Regions from separate parts of the Sus scrofa genome. Here all the other regions are linked to region 2. The links are chromatin contacts, called in public HiChIP or PLAC-seq maps. All regions are on one chromosome and are shown on one strand. Each heading gives the region's core, a stretch centred on a gene start, on an enhancer-like site or on the middle of the called end of the contact. The rest is flanking DNA. Distances are from core to core; before and after follow the strand shown.

Evidence for each region. HiChIP or PLAC-seq counts read pairs in DNA pulled down with a chosen protein or histone mark.
Region 1: an H3K27ac HiChIP or PLAC-seq map of skeletal muscle shows a contact between it and region 2. The contact joins two enhancer-like sites. A contact is called at or near these places in 3 of 47 Hi-C or Micro-C datasets (embryonic fibroblasts, heart right ventricle and skeletal muscle) and 1 of 2 datasets of contacts at active chromatin or transcription factors (skeletal muscle).
Region 3: a contact with region 2 is called in an H3K27ac HiChIP or PLAC-seq map of skeletal muscle. The contact joins two enhancer-like sites. A contact is called at or near these places in 14 of 47 Hi-C or Micro-C datasets (adipose tissue, embryonic fibroblasts, epiblast stem cells and 8 more) and 2 of 2 datasets of contacts at active chromatin or transcription factors (alveolar macrophages and skeletal muscle).

What each region holds. Positions count from the first base shown.
Region 1 is chr15:107,197,629-107,201,711 of Sscrofa11.1, reverse strand. No RefSeq gene overlaps it. Among named protein-coding and RNA genes, the nearest start is that of CD28, 72 kb to the right of the region's middle. Within about 2 kb of position 1,806, at least 14 of the 83 cell types and tissues checked have an H3K27ac peak or open chromatin away from gene starts, as enhancers often do. A contact at or near this core is called in skeletal muscle, where this site is marked.
Region 2 is chr15:107,306,431-107,310,944 of Sscrofa11.1, reverse strand. No RefSeq gene overlaps it. Among named protein-coding and RNA genes, the nearest start is that of CTLA4, 26 kb to the right of the region's middle. Within about 2 kb of position 2,729, at least 16 of the 83 cell types and tissues checked have an H3K27ac peak or open chromatin away from gene starts, as enhancers often do. A contact at or near this core is called in adipose tissue, fetal skeletal muscle, retroperitoneal adipose tissue and 1 more, where this site is marked.
Region 3 is chr15:107,235,941-107,240,384 of Sscrofa11.1, reverse strand. No RefSeq gene overlaps it. Among named protein-coding and RNA genes, the nearest start is that of CTLA4, 45 kb to the left of the region's middle. Within about 2 kb of position 2,479, at least 17 of the 83 cell types and tissues checked have an H3K27ac peak or open chromatin away from gene starts, as enhancers often do. A contact at or near this core is called in adipose tissue, fetal skeletal muscle, retroperitoneal adipose tissue and 1 more, where this site is marked.

The DNA of each region.
Region 1 (4,083 bases), core at 557-3,056, 110 kb after region 2:
CATCATTTTGCCATAGTCAGATATTAAAATATAGTTGAGAAACTTGTTATTGTAGTTACAGTAAAGATGGTAAAGATGGTGTCAAAAAGTATTCACGGACCTGCCCTATGATCATCCAGAGTTATTACTGTTCCCCTCATAAAGAGCAGTAGGTGGAAATCAGCCTGAGGTTGATCTCAGCTGCTCTTACACCTGGGCCACAGGACAATCTTCAGAATGAACTTCAGCACTGCCTACGGAACATACGTTTGGAAGTCAGAGCATCTGACCCAAGAATAAAACCCAGGCCATGACTCCCTAAATAAACTTTAGCCATCACATCTTTGGAAAGAGCCTCAAGTACATTTTGGGGGATAGAAGAGAAGCAGATGATGACAGGGAGTAAACACACATTCATGATGGTTGGGAACCTTGAAACAGAACTAGGAGCTGGATTGTTGCTTTTTAACAATGGATATATCTGCAGGCTGAAGGTCAACCTGGATAATGAAGTTAAGAGAATCTGGATACAGAGTGACAGGGAAAAGGGGATAATACTAATAATTATTATTATTATAACAATAGTTACCTCCTAGAGGAATAAGAGCTAAATGAGCTAATACATGTAAAGCTTTTGTCTAACACATGGTAAACCTTGCGCAAACGATTATTACTCTTATTTACAAGGTTCAAGTCTGCCTTTAGCATTAGCCAAAATGAGCTGGACTTAATATATCATTCAAAGAGCTCCATTTTGGAAGATATATATATATATATCATATATATGTATTTATATGTATGACTGGCTCACTTTGCTGTGCAGCAGAAATCGGCACAATATTATAAATCAACTATGCTTTAGTAATAATTTTAAAAAAGGGTCAAGACATTCAATTAAGCATATAAGAGGAAAAAGAAAAGAAAGGAAGGAAGGAGGAGAGAGGAACAGAGAAAGAAAATTAAGAAGTAAATAAGGAAATAAAATTCAGAGCCTAAATTTAAAGTTAAAAGATTATCTTACAAGGTCTGGCACTTGTCTTGATATGAGTCCCTCTAAAATTGTGCCATACGACTCCACTAAGTTCAGTCAAAGGACATATATTTTAAACCAGTGCTTCCCAGTCAGAGGGCAGAAAATTCCCCAAGAGCTTGGGGAACTATGCCAATGGGTGCCCAATCCACAGATACAAGTGTGGTTAACTTTCTCTGATGTAGCATCAATTACAAAGATGCTGTTGACAAGTATATTCATATAAATTATCTTTGAAGAAATTTTTAGACAAATTTGTTTCAAAGTACTACCAAATTCTTAGAAGCTTCTTGTTATTACTCCTCAAGCAAAAGATACCGTTCTGTGGAAAAGGTGATAAAGAGATAATGTCACAAGAGGGAGAAGCTTAAAAGACAGTCATACTTTTATTTCCAATAATGGCAGGATGAGTTTTTAGATCAACCCTGTTACTAAAAATAAATAGAGCTATGTAGTTATCATGTTATGGACTTCCTTAATGGGCTTTTTTAAACACTTGAGACACCATAATGGATATGGTCCATATTCAAAGAATCCGCAAAGAACATACAGATTGGGAACTAACATAGCTGCAGAGGTGACACAGAAAAATAAAAGTGGGATAAGTTTCATCTGTAAAGTCTTTTAGAAAGACCTGAATTTTGAGCTATTCTTGGAAAAATATGAATTGCCAGAATGATGTGGGGAAGGCATTTCAGGTCCAAGCCCAGCAATTTTCCAGAGGACGAAATCTGAGTCCTGTGTATGGACAGCAAGGGAATGGACTTGGCTAGAACAGAAGGACCCTAATGATCTTGAACAGAAAAATCTACGTTTCTATTGAAAAGGATCGTGGCTGGCACTTCCACATGATCCCAGCACAGAACCCAGCACAGGCCATTTTCTGAATAGTTAATAAACACATTTTGGCTGGTTGATTGATTTAATCTGACTCCAATGCAACACATATTTTATCCAGCTCTTACGCTAATGAGAAATGAAGCCAAAGAGAAAGGAGGGGGTTGGAGGGGTGAATCATCATGTGGAAGGGAATAACACTGGCCATCAATTCCAAGAAACTGGAAAACTGAAACTAACCTCTCTGAACAAACTCTTCCTGGTATTCCTGTTTATTTGGGTCTGTCAGGAGATATACAGAAAAATTCCCCCAAGATCCTGAATTGGAAAGATAGGAGTGACTTCAGTGGAGATACTATTCAGCTGGTTTGCTTTTTGTGTCCCTTGGCTTGCTTCGAGAGTGTGCCTGCTTGTCCTTTCTGCAGGCTACTTTCCTACAGGATAAAGAAGGGTGGCGGGGCAATCAATTCATTATTTGAACTGGCTCGTGGAGATGCTACCCCTTTTCCTTTATTCAACTGAAGGATTGTTTCCTGAGCAATTGATTCATGGTCATAAAATAAGCCAACAGTGTGTTTACCACTAGTCTTTACATTAAATATGAAAATATTTAGATTTGCGTCATCTGTCTCTGTGGCTCTGCATAAAATGGGATTCTTTTGGGTTCTTTTTTCTTTGTCTTTTTAGGGCCACACCCGTGGCATATGGATGTTCCCAGGCTAGGGGTCGAATGGGAGCTACAGCCACCAGCCTGCACCACAGCCACAGCAATGCCAGATCCTTAACCCACTGAGCAAGGCCAGGGATCAAACCCCTGTTGCCATGGTTACTAGTTGGATTGTTAACCACTCAGCCACAACGGGAACTCCCAAAATGAGATTCTTTGGAGGAATCTCCAAATGAATAAGCTAATAAACTAATAAATGACAACAGTATCTTTCATTTGGAAATCCATCTTGATCCTTGCTTTCCTGCAGAAATTCACAATTCCCAAGAATATCGGTTTGAATATTCACACTGTAGTGTCTAATAAAGATTGAAAACCACACAGCAGGAAAAGTGTCATGGCTACAGAGACCATTTTTCTAGATCTTCTCTTTGTCATAAAGACAGATCATCTATGTTATTAAATAAATAAATAAATAAATAAATGGAAATGTCCCAGAATAATCAGCCTCTGGAGGTTATGCAAATTGTTGGGTTAGCTTTAAGATTCAACACTTTTTTCCTCCAGTATACACCAGGGTCCCATGAATTGTTACGGGGTTTTCCATACTAAGGAAAATTTCAAAGTTTCAGATGAAAAACTTCCAATTAAACAAATGCACTATGTCACTGGAAATAAGAGCATCTGTAAATACTTTACAAAATGATTTTCTTTGTTCAGCAGAGGAAGGCCAGATGATGCAATATCTAACTTCCAGCTGCGTGCCCCTCCTCTGGTAATTCAGCTTCTATTAGTGCCATTTGAGAGACCCCTGGCCACTTACTGTGCAATTTTGATGATGCGCTTAAACTCCATTCTTCATCTCATCACTTATGAGGAAGAGAGGACAGAAATTGTTCGAGAATGCATGCGTGTCCATAAAGCAACAGCAAGATGGTTATCCTTCTCTTGGGCATTCTTTTTTAAACACAAACAGCCCCAAAGGAAGAGGGAAATCAGTCAGACACCTTGGGGTATTCAGAGTGAAGGAAATCCTTCCACAGGATGAAGTTATACATCCCACAGAAAGTACATAAACAGCATTACAAGCTGGATATGGTTGTGATTTCTCTGAAGTTTTCCATTTTCCAAGCTTTGAAAACCATTCATCGTTTTAGTGTGCCAAAATACTTTAACTAATAGGTTGGCTGCCTTTAGGAGGTTAAAAGACAGGCAGAGAAAAATTCCCTAAATAGAACACTATGGAAATATTTTAGTTGATTTAAACATATTCTTAGCACTTAGAATTGATAATATGAACAGAGCCAGATGTTAAACGGTAAATTATGAAAATCAGAGTGTTGAACTGAAATAGCTGTTAAATCAGCCATTTAGTGGATGGAGGGTGGAGGAGTGGCACAGTTAATTGCTTGTATTGTGAAGAAGAAAACAAAACAAATGCCTGATAAGATTTTTAATTTTTCAACCTTGTCTGCAGTCTGAATCCAGAGGACTGGACTCTTCCCTACTTTCTAAAACTTTGCCCCAAGATTGATGTCCTGTGTTCCAGTATAATGAAAAAACATTTTTT
Region 2 (4,514 bases), core at 1,480-3,979:
AGAAAAGGTACAGAGAAAATAAAGCTCTCTTTTGCTGTACTAATAAATGTGTTCTATTAAAGAGGACTTGGGAAAAAAGTGTTGGCCCCAATCCCATGGGTTGCCATGGTAACCAGTGAAAGATAGTCCGATGAAAAAAATATGTAGAAGAGGCTGAGTCTATAACCCCTCCCAGGAAAGGAGTTCCACATTGCTTCTGCTTTGGACAGTCTAGTCCAGTCTGTTTGGTTCCTGAGTCGGCACCAGTTCTGAAAGAGACAAGAGAAGGTATGTGATTCTTGACCAGCAAGGTTCAGATGATACACGAGGGGGTGGGGTCCTCTTCCAGAAAGACAAACTTATGCTAATTAACAAAAGTGGCCAAGAGGATCTTGGGGTCATTGGGTATTTAGAGGGATAGGCAAAGGCTCTTTGGGAAAAGAAATTGAACGCACTAAATCCCTCTGTCCACCTGAGACATGGACGCACTTCCCACAGCCAACGTCCTCATGTCTCACATTTCAGAACTCAAAGCATTCTAGGTGGTAGAGACAGTGTAATCACTGTACCCTTTATTCCTCCTCTTGAAGACCACTCTCATTTGAAGGGACTTGCTTATACCAGAAAGATGGAGGCGTTCTGACCACATTCCTTGGAAATGGTGTGAAAACGGTCAGTCACATCCTCAGCTAAGCTGGAGTCTTGGCTGTGAAAAAAGTGGTCCCTGAAGTAGAGGAACAAGGACCCAGCCAGTAGGAGAGGCCACATCCTCAGTGACCCAGCACAAAGGGCCTCAGAAGGTCCGCCTGTCTCCAAAATGACCTACTGTGCCCGATTCTTGCGGAGTGATCTTCAAGCTCCGGAGTCTTCTTGTCACAGTTATCAACCTTTCTCTGACCAACACGTTTTCTTTGGGACTGGGGTTTCCTCCGAGTTCAAGTATCCAGTCCTTAATTATCGGCATCCTTCCTTTGAATGGTCCCATTTACAAAGCCTAATAAATCAAAACTGTGGTGCCCCGATCTGACGCCATCACATCCCGATAAACCACCTAAAGACTCCCTCGTGTTCAGAGTTTCCGGTGCGGTAAAATGAGATTACCTTCTTTCCTGGTTTTCCAACTTCACGTTTGAAAATGAATTCCTCCGAGAGGGATTTTGGAAACATGAAAAAACACACAAGTATTTCCCTGTCCTAGTTTTATTTCTTGATTGGCCGCAACAAGAAATGTTCAAAAATGTACATAGCAACCTGTTCTGACAATTCCCTTTATCTGTGGGGGTCAACCCCAGTACACATTGAGATCACCTGAGGAACTCTTAAATAGTAGTGCCAGTGTCCCAGCCCCAGTGGTACTGATTCAATTGGTCTGAGTTGGAACCCAGGCAACAATAGTTTTTAGATTTCCCCCAGATGATGGTTGTGATGAACAGCTATGACTAAGAACCAATGCTAACTTCACAAACACTGCTGGACTGGATCCATTTCTATGAGTCCAAGTTCTTTGTTCAACTCAGAGGAGGGTGGCTCAGAGGAGATGTTTCCTTGATTCATGAGCTGCTCTTGCCTGTCACGTACATTTTCTTCATAATTGACTAAGACGTGCTCTGACTCATTTCAAAAGTCAAAGAAAGCCTAAATTCTACTTTTAAGTAGATCTGAACAACTTCACGATCTCTATGCTCTTGCATGTGAAAAGTGCATTTTACGTTACAGGTCCTTTTTTCTTACAGAATCTCATTCCATCCTCAGCATAGTCCTCAGATAAACAAGTCAGATGTTATTCTCCCCCTTTATAAAATTTATTTATTTATGTATTTATCTATTTGGTCTTTTTAGGACCCATCCCACAGCATATGGAAGTTCCCACGCCAGGGATGGAATCGGAGCTACAGCAGGTGGTCTACACCACAGCCACAGCAATGTGGGATCCGAGCTGAATCTTCGAAATACACCATAGCTCATGGCAAGGCCGGATCCTTAACCCACTGAGCAAGGCCAAAGATCAAACCCACATCCTCATGGATACTAGTCAGGTTCATTACCACTGAGCCACAATGGGAACTCTTATTCTCTCCTTTTAAAAAGGAGGAGCTCATTGCCTTGAAGGGAGGGAGTCATTTCTCTAGGCTCACACCAAGGGAAAATGGCAGGATCAAGTCTAGAATCAGGTCTCATCTTCTTTGCACCACCAATGCTGCCCACAGCTGAGTGTGCTCCCCAATCCTATTGACCCAGAATACCACCCGACTTCCTTTGCCTTCTGAAGTGCTTCTCAATCCCAAGGTGCCTCAAATCACCTGGGGATCTTGTTACAAATGTAGAATCTGAGTCACTAGGTTTGGGGTGGGGACTAAGAGTCTGCATTTTGAATCTGCTCCCACTGACACCGATGCAACTAGGAACCACACTTTGAGGAGCAAAGTCATAACAAAATCACAGCATATGTCCCTTCAAATCATACTGAAGGAAAAAAAAATTAAACTGAGCTTCACTCCTCTCCTGGATGCTCAGGAGACAACACACATTTATTGAAGAAAATCCTTCAGCTCCTTGGCCGTTGTCTCTAGAATACATGTTATTCTTTTGGCAGCCAAATCATCATTGCGCTCATGTCTGGGAATCGGATCAACAGCTGGAGTTGCAGCAGCCACTGGCTAAAATTTCCCTTCCCCCCATCTCTTTCTCTGCTGCTGCTGCTCTGCTTCCAGTTCTCAGGCCAGCAGGATAGGCCCACTGGGACCAGAGGGCCATCTGGCCATGCAGCTGGCCTGGGTTTCTGAGTCTGAGAACACAATGGCGATTCAGTGCTGCAATCCAAGTCCTTAGATGACATCTTTAGTTCCTGGAAATAAACTCCGAGGAACAGTTATTGACAAAGGGTTATGGCTTGAAATCCATTAAAATAATGTTATATTGGCATTGATGAAGATGCTCTTTTTCAGTCTATTCTTACCCTTAAAGTAGCCTAATTATTAAATACCTTTCCCTTGGCAATATGTAAGAATGCCCTGGTGATCACAAAGAACCAGGACCCAAAGGCTTAGGTTTAGTTCCATTTCTGCTGTGGACTAGACAACTTGGAGCACATATTATTAGCTTTCTATCCTTTAGAAAAGTAAATGATAAAACTATAGGCTCTTCAACAATCTTTCTTAGCACTAATACTCTTTGAGACAGGGGTTGTATCTTCACAAATTAGTAGGAGAAATGATCTTAAAGAAATTTCATCTCTCTTCCCTCTATTTACCCATTTACCCCCCAAAAAACTATCTTACATTCTGATTGCCCCACAAGCCATTTGATCATAGCTTGCTATATTGTGGAGCCACCCCATATTAAACAGTCATTTTTTAAGAATTACCCATTTGTATGTAAATACAATTTTAAAAGAAACCATTGAACATGTGCAGCTCTGTCTTAACACAGAGACCCTCTCAATCCCATTTGAATTGGATTCTTCTTTCCTCCCTCTATTTGCTCTCTTACATTCCCTGCCATTCTGATGAGTGTGTACATTTACAATCATAAGAATTTTAAATAATCATATTTTTAAATAATAATGATGTATTCCCTTCACTTCTTTCTAATCTCTGCACCCCCATGGTCTCATAACTTGCCTTTGCTCTTCTTTGCCGCAGGGAAAGAATGTGCCAGAGGAAAAGGCAGAACTACTCCCATGGGTTTTCTCCCTTTTGTTTAACAGGAGACCTCCACATAAGGGAGGTTCTCAAAGAAGCCTGAACTGAGGATTTCCTTCAGCCCCTAAAGAGATTCCCCCAAGGGTCAGGAAGAGAGAGGTCAGGGAGCAGAGGGTACCTATGTCTCATTCCTGGTAACATCACCTGGAAGATAGCCAGACCACAGAGAGGGAAGGGAATGGCTGTAGGGTACATACCAGCCAATGGGACCAGAGCCAGCTTCATTCAAGACACCTCTGCCCAAGCTGAACATGTATGGGCCTGAGACCCACTATTCCTGGAGGGTGAAGAAGACCCAAAAAACTGGAATGGGACAGGTGTGGGAAGACCTAATGACAGCTTACCCCAGCAACTTAACATTGCACAAGATCCAGAAATGTGACACAATCCTGGGTAGAGATGGGGAAACCCCAGAAGGGATTGAGGTTAAATTTTCTTTCCACTAACCTAGCAGAATGCAGCTTGCAGTCAGAAATCAAAATCTGAAATTGAAGTACTAAAACAAAGAAAATGAACTGAAATACATTATCCCTCCCTAAAATTCATATCTGCTCCATCCACATGGAGTTGTAGCGCATAGTTTTGCATGATCAACTCCAGTAGGAATCAACACTTAAAAATAGTGGAGAATCTAAGATACTGTTCATTAACTGTTCCTTGAGTGCTAAGCATCCTTGAAGTACCTAGAGCCATGCATGACATACAGCAGCTTCTATGAATATTGCTTGCTGGCTGGCTGGTTGCCTGAATGACCAGCATATTTAATAAAACACGGAATCAACTCCCTTCCTTTCTTTTATTGTGCCAGTTTGAATACAGAAAGACAGAAGACTA
Region 3 (4,444 bases), core at 1,230-3,729, 70 kb after region 2:
TAAATGTACCCCACTGGTGGGGGATGCTGATAATAGGGAAGCTATATATGTTGGGGGAGGAATATGTGGGAACTCTCTGTCCTTCCTCTTAATTTTGCTACAAACCTAAAACTGCTCTAATAAATAGTCTTTTAAAAAATTAATGGGTCAGAAGTTCCCATGGTGGCTCAGTGGTAACGAACTCAACAAGTATCCATAAGGATGCAGGTTTGATCCCTGCCCCTGCTTAGTGGGTTAAGGATCCAGCACTGCCACGAGCTGCAGTGTAGGTTGCAGATGCAGCTCAGTCTGGCATTGCCATGGTTACAGCACAGGCCGGCAGCTGGAAACGTCCACATGCCACAGATGCAGCTCTAAAAAGAAGAAAAAAAAATTAGTGGATCCCTCATTCCTCATGAGAGGTTTTAAGAACTGAAGCTCTCCCATTTGGAAGTTTCTAGAAAGAGAATCCCATGTACAAATCATAGATCTCCATCAATGAAAGATGTCTTCCAATCCAGTACCATAGCCCACCAATAATATAGAGTTCTAAAGAGGGGGAAGAAAAAGCAAACCTCCCTTAAAGGAGATATTTAGATGAATCTAAAAGTTCCTAGTACAGTAAATCTTAATCAATTATATTTGAAATTGTTCTCCTGGTAGCCAGGATTTTCAAAGGTAAGGAATAAAATATCTCCTTTCTATCACGGTTACTACTAGTACTTTTTGTTTTTGTCTGGTTTGGTTATTAATAATCTATGTATAAGGAAGTTTTGATCTTCTTTCTTGGGGAGGGGCTGTTGGTATAGTTTAGTTCATATCATGGACAGTCATCATTCCTTTTGGCTGCCTGCCATGTCAACATCCTGCCTATATTTGAAGAGTTGCCTTTCTAACAAGTCTTCAAGGGAGGCAGAGCCCACTTGCCCCTATAAATACTGAAATGCCAGGTATTTCCTTTCCAGGCATCCCCGGCAAGTGTTGATAGTCCCAGGATCCAGGACTCACCAATCAGAGGCAACCACTGTGGAGTGTGAATCAGCTGCTAGTGGCACAAAGAAGCCACTCTGAAGACTCTCTCCAGAGGTGGTGGCATTCTTGGCAAGATGGTGTTTCCATGGCAGCACTGATTGCAAGTTGTTCCCATCCCGTACCTGGAGCAGAAGTGCTGCTGCATCAGAGACAGAGCATAGCGTCTGGCAAGGGCAGTGGCAGTGTGGCACTGTGTGGCACAGGTGTGGTTATTTTGCCCTGCTCCTGTAGCTCTAAGCCCGATTCTACTATTTTGCCAGCAACCCGACAAGCAACCCAATGTCATTTTAATAAATCATATCTGTTTGCATTGCCTTCAACTAAGAATTCTGACAGATTCTGAGAGCCTAAGCAGATGATAAAGATTCAGAAAGCTGGTGCTGGGCTTGTCCCACTTCTGGGGAGTCCTAGGCCAGTAGCGATATTTCCTTCTTTTCAGACTTAAGACCAGAGAGCCAGCCACCTAAGGGAGGCTTTTAACATCTCAGCCTGCAAGTACATGTTCGGTGGAGCATAAAAGAAATCAGATCAAAGCAATGAACTGTACTGTACTGAATGGGGAAGTGTCAAGAGACAGCAAGCAATAGGCCCCCGTGAACTGTGAATATTTGAAACCACAAATTGAAAAGCTGTGCTCCCTTGGGTCTTTCTCTTGGTCTGTTTTGAATAAGACTCCCATTTCTGTTAAGGTAACTCCAGAGATATGCAAATAAGTGGTTCAGACTATTTACTTTTAAAAAATTAATCAACAAAATTTTAGCAGGGATGTATCACATATAGAGTACAAGTGGGGATTGTGAAGGATCCAGAAATGAATTGGATGCAGGCATCAACAACTATATATTTATAAAAATGTCATGCTATGTGCACACCCAGTACTCCAATTAATTCCAAGTGTTACATGCTTTCAATACTTCCTATAATAAATATTTTTCATTACCAAGGTAATATTGCTTTAAAAAAAAAACAATTCCAACATGCATAAATAGAGTTTATTTTCCTATGTAAATCAAAAATATTTATACAATCTTTTATGCACTTTTATGCACTAAAATAATAAAATCCCAAACATTCTGGAAAAAATCTAGAATTCTAGATATAGAAAACTATCTCTCCCATAGATTACAAACATTAGATGTACCTATTCTTTAAAATATTTGTTTCTATGAGAATTCAGAAAAACTCTTCTTCAAGATTCCTCAGGGAGCGTCTTTGGAGTGACATCATGAACTCTGATGTAGTTGTGTGAATGCCAGATAAAATAGAAAGAAATAATTTTGCTTAACACACAGCTTTGGGAGTATACTGTGGAGTCAGATTTCAGTGTGGTCTGTTTCAAGTTAGACATCCTTCCAATAACAGGAATGAGAATAAATAAGATTTCACTGCAGGCCCCGGGAGGATGTCCCCCTGGGACAGGGGCCATCCTGGCACACACATACAACACTCACAGCAGTACCAGATACAGTGTGTTCCCAGGAACATACAGCTGTCCTCTGGCCCCACATTCTCCATCCCACTGAGTAGTGTCAATATCCTGCTGCACCAAGAAAGCCAGGACAAGACCTACTGCTGCCCCAGAGAAAGCCCAGGGTCCAGATCAAGTCCATGGACACATGCTGCTGTCACCCTGGGGCTTCAGATCCCAGGACTCCACACAGGGACCCGCGTATTTGGTGTCCCTCTCTTTTGCAGCTTGCCTACTCCTGCCTCTCCCCTGTGGGTCCACTTGCTGCCATGCCCCAAACAGGGAACTCCCACGGAAGAGAAGACATAAAAACTCAATTTTCCATGTTCTTTGTCCTATGATCTAGGTCTTTGGGGCAACAGTGTAGATCTCCCTTTCTGGAAATCAGTGTGGACATTCCCTACAGTCCACACAGCTGCTCAGTCATCAGTGCCCCACATCCAAGATATTCTGGCAGAATTCACAGAAAACTTCTTAAGTCAACATCAAAATCTTTCAAGACTTCATGCTCATTTTTTGCTCAGAAAGTAACCCCGCAGTCTCATCCACATGAGAACAAGAGGACCAGCTAAAGCTGAACACGATCCATGTTGGACATTGTGATAGAATAATAAATATACTTGCTCTTTGTCCCTGGTTCCTGGCACAGAACTCCTAAAACCCTTGGAATTTCCTGATAGGAGTGTCTTGTTTTATTCATCATGAGCCCTTTTCAATCACACCTGAGTTTATGCTAATAAAGTGACTTAGGGTAGGGCCACTCAATAGCCTTAGGGTGGAGCTGATCATAGGAGAAACCAGGTGATCAGACAGTTGGACCTTTCAGTCCCACTCACCAATCTTGGAGGAAGGGAGGGAGGGACTGGAAATAAGGTCTTAAGAATCCTTGAGCAAGGAGATTGGGAGAGCTTCTGGCTGGTAAATACATCCATGCATCAGAGAAGGCAGAGCGCCTGCAGATGGTGTAGGCATTGCTGGTTCCATACCCCACTCATCTCACAACTTGCCCTTTGCCTTTCTTCCATGTGGTTGTTCCTGATTTGTATCCTTTATAGCAAATCTGTAAATATAAGCAAAGTTTTCCTGGATCTGTGAGCCATTCTGGCAAATTGCCAAACCTGGTTGTCAGGGGGCGGGGGGGGGGGCAGTGGTCATAGGAACCCTCCAATTTAGAGCTAGTTAACCAGGTAGCCTGGAACTTGAAACTGGCATCTGGAGAGGGTGCAGTTCTTTAACCTGGGGATCTGATGCTACTCCAGGTATATAGTGTCAAGAGTTGAGGTGAATTATAGACATCCAGCTGGTGTCAGAGAATTGGTTGGAGTCAGAGAAAATACCCCATGGACATCCATGACTCACTCTGGGAAAGATGTGGTCACTTGGACCTTAGGAGACATGGCCTATAAATGCCAAAGCTGATGAGTGCCTTCTTTTCCAGAATCTAGTTTATTTTGCTATTCCTTTGCCAATGAAAAAAAGTTAAATGTAAGCTCTCCCAGAGGCCACAAACCAATAAATCATAGCCTAGCTCTTAAGGGATAAGATATATTCGTCTACTTGGGCTGCCATAGCAGAATAGTCTGGGGGGCTTAAACAACAGGAATTTATTTTCTCAAAGTTCTGGAAACCACAAGATCAAGGTGCCAGCAGGATTGGTATCTGGTGAGACCTCTCTCCTTGGGTTGAAGATGGCCACCTTCCACCCTGTCCTCACAAGGCCTTTCTTCTGGGTATAGAGAGGGAGAGCGATTTAGTGTCTCTCTCTTCTTATCAGGGCAACAGTCCTATGGGATCAGGATCTCATTTAACCATTAATTCTCCAAAGTCCTTATCCTCCACATACAGTCACACTGGAGCTTCAGGTTTCATCACATGAATTTTAGGGGGACACATTTAGCCCATCATTGGAGGGAAGCCTCTATTTGTTCTCTAGAACCAAGCTGAACTACATCACTACTTCCAGCC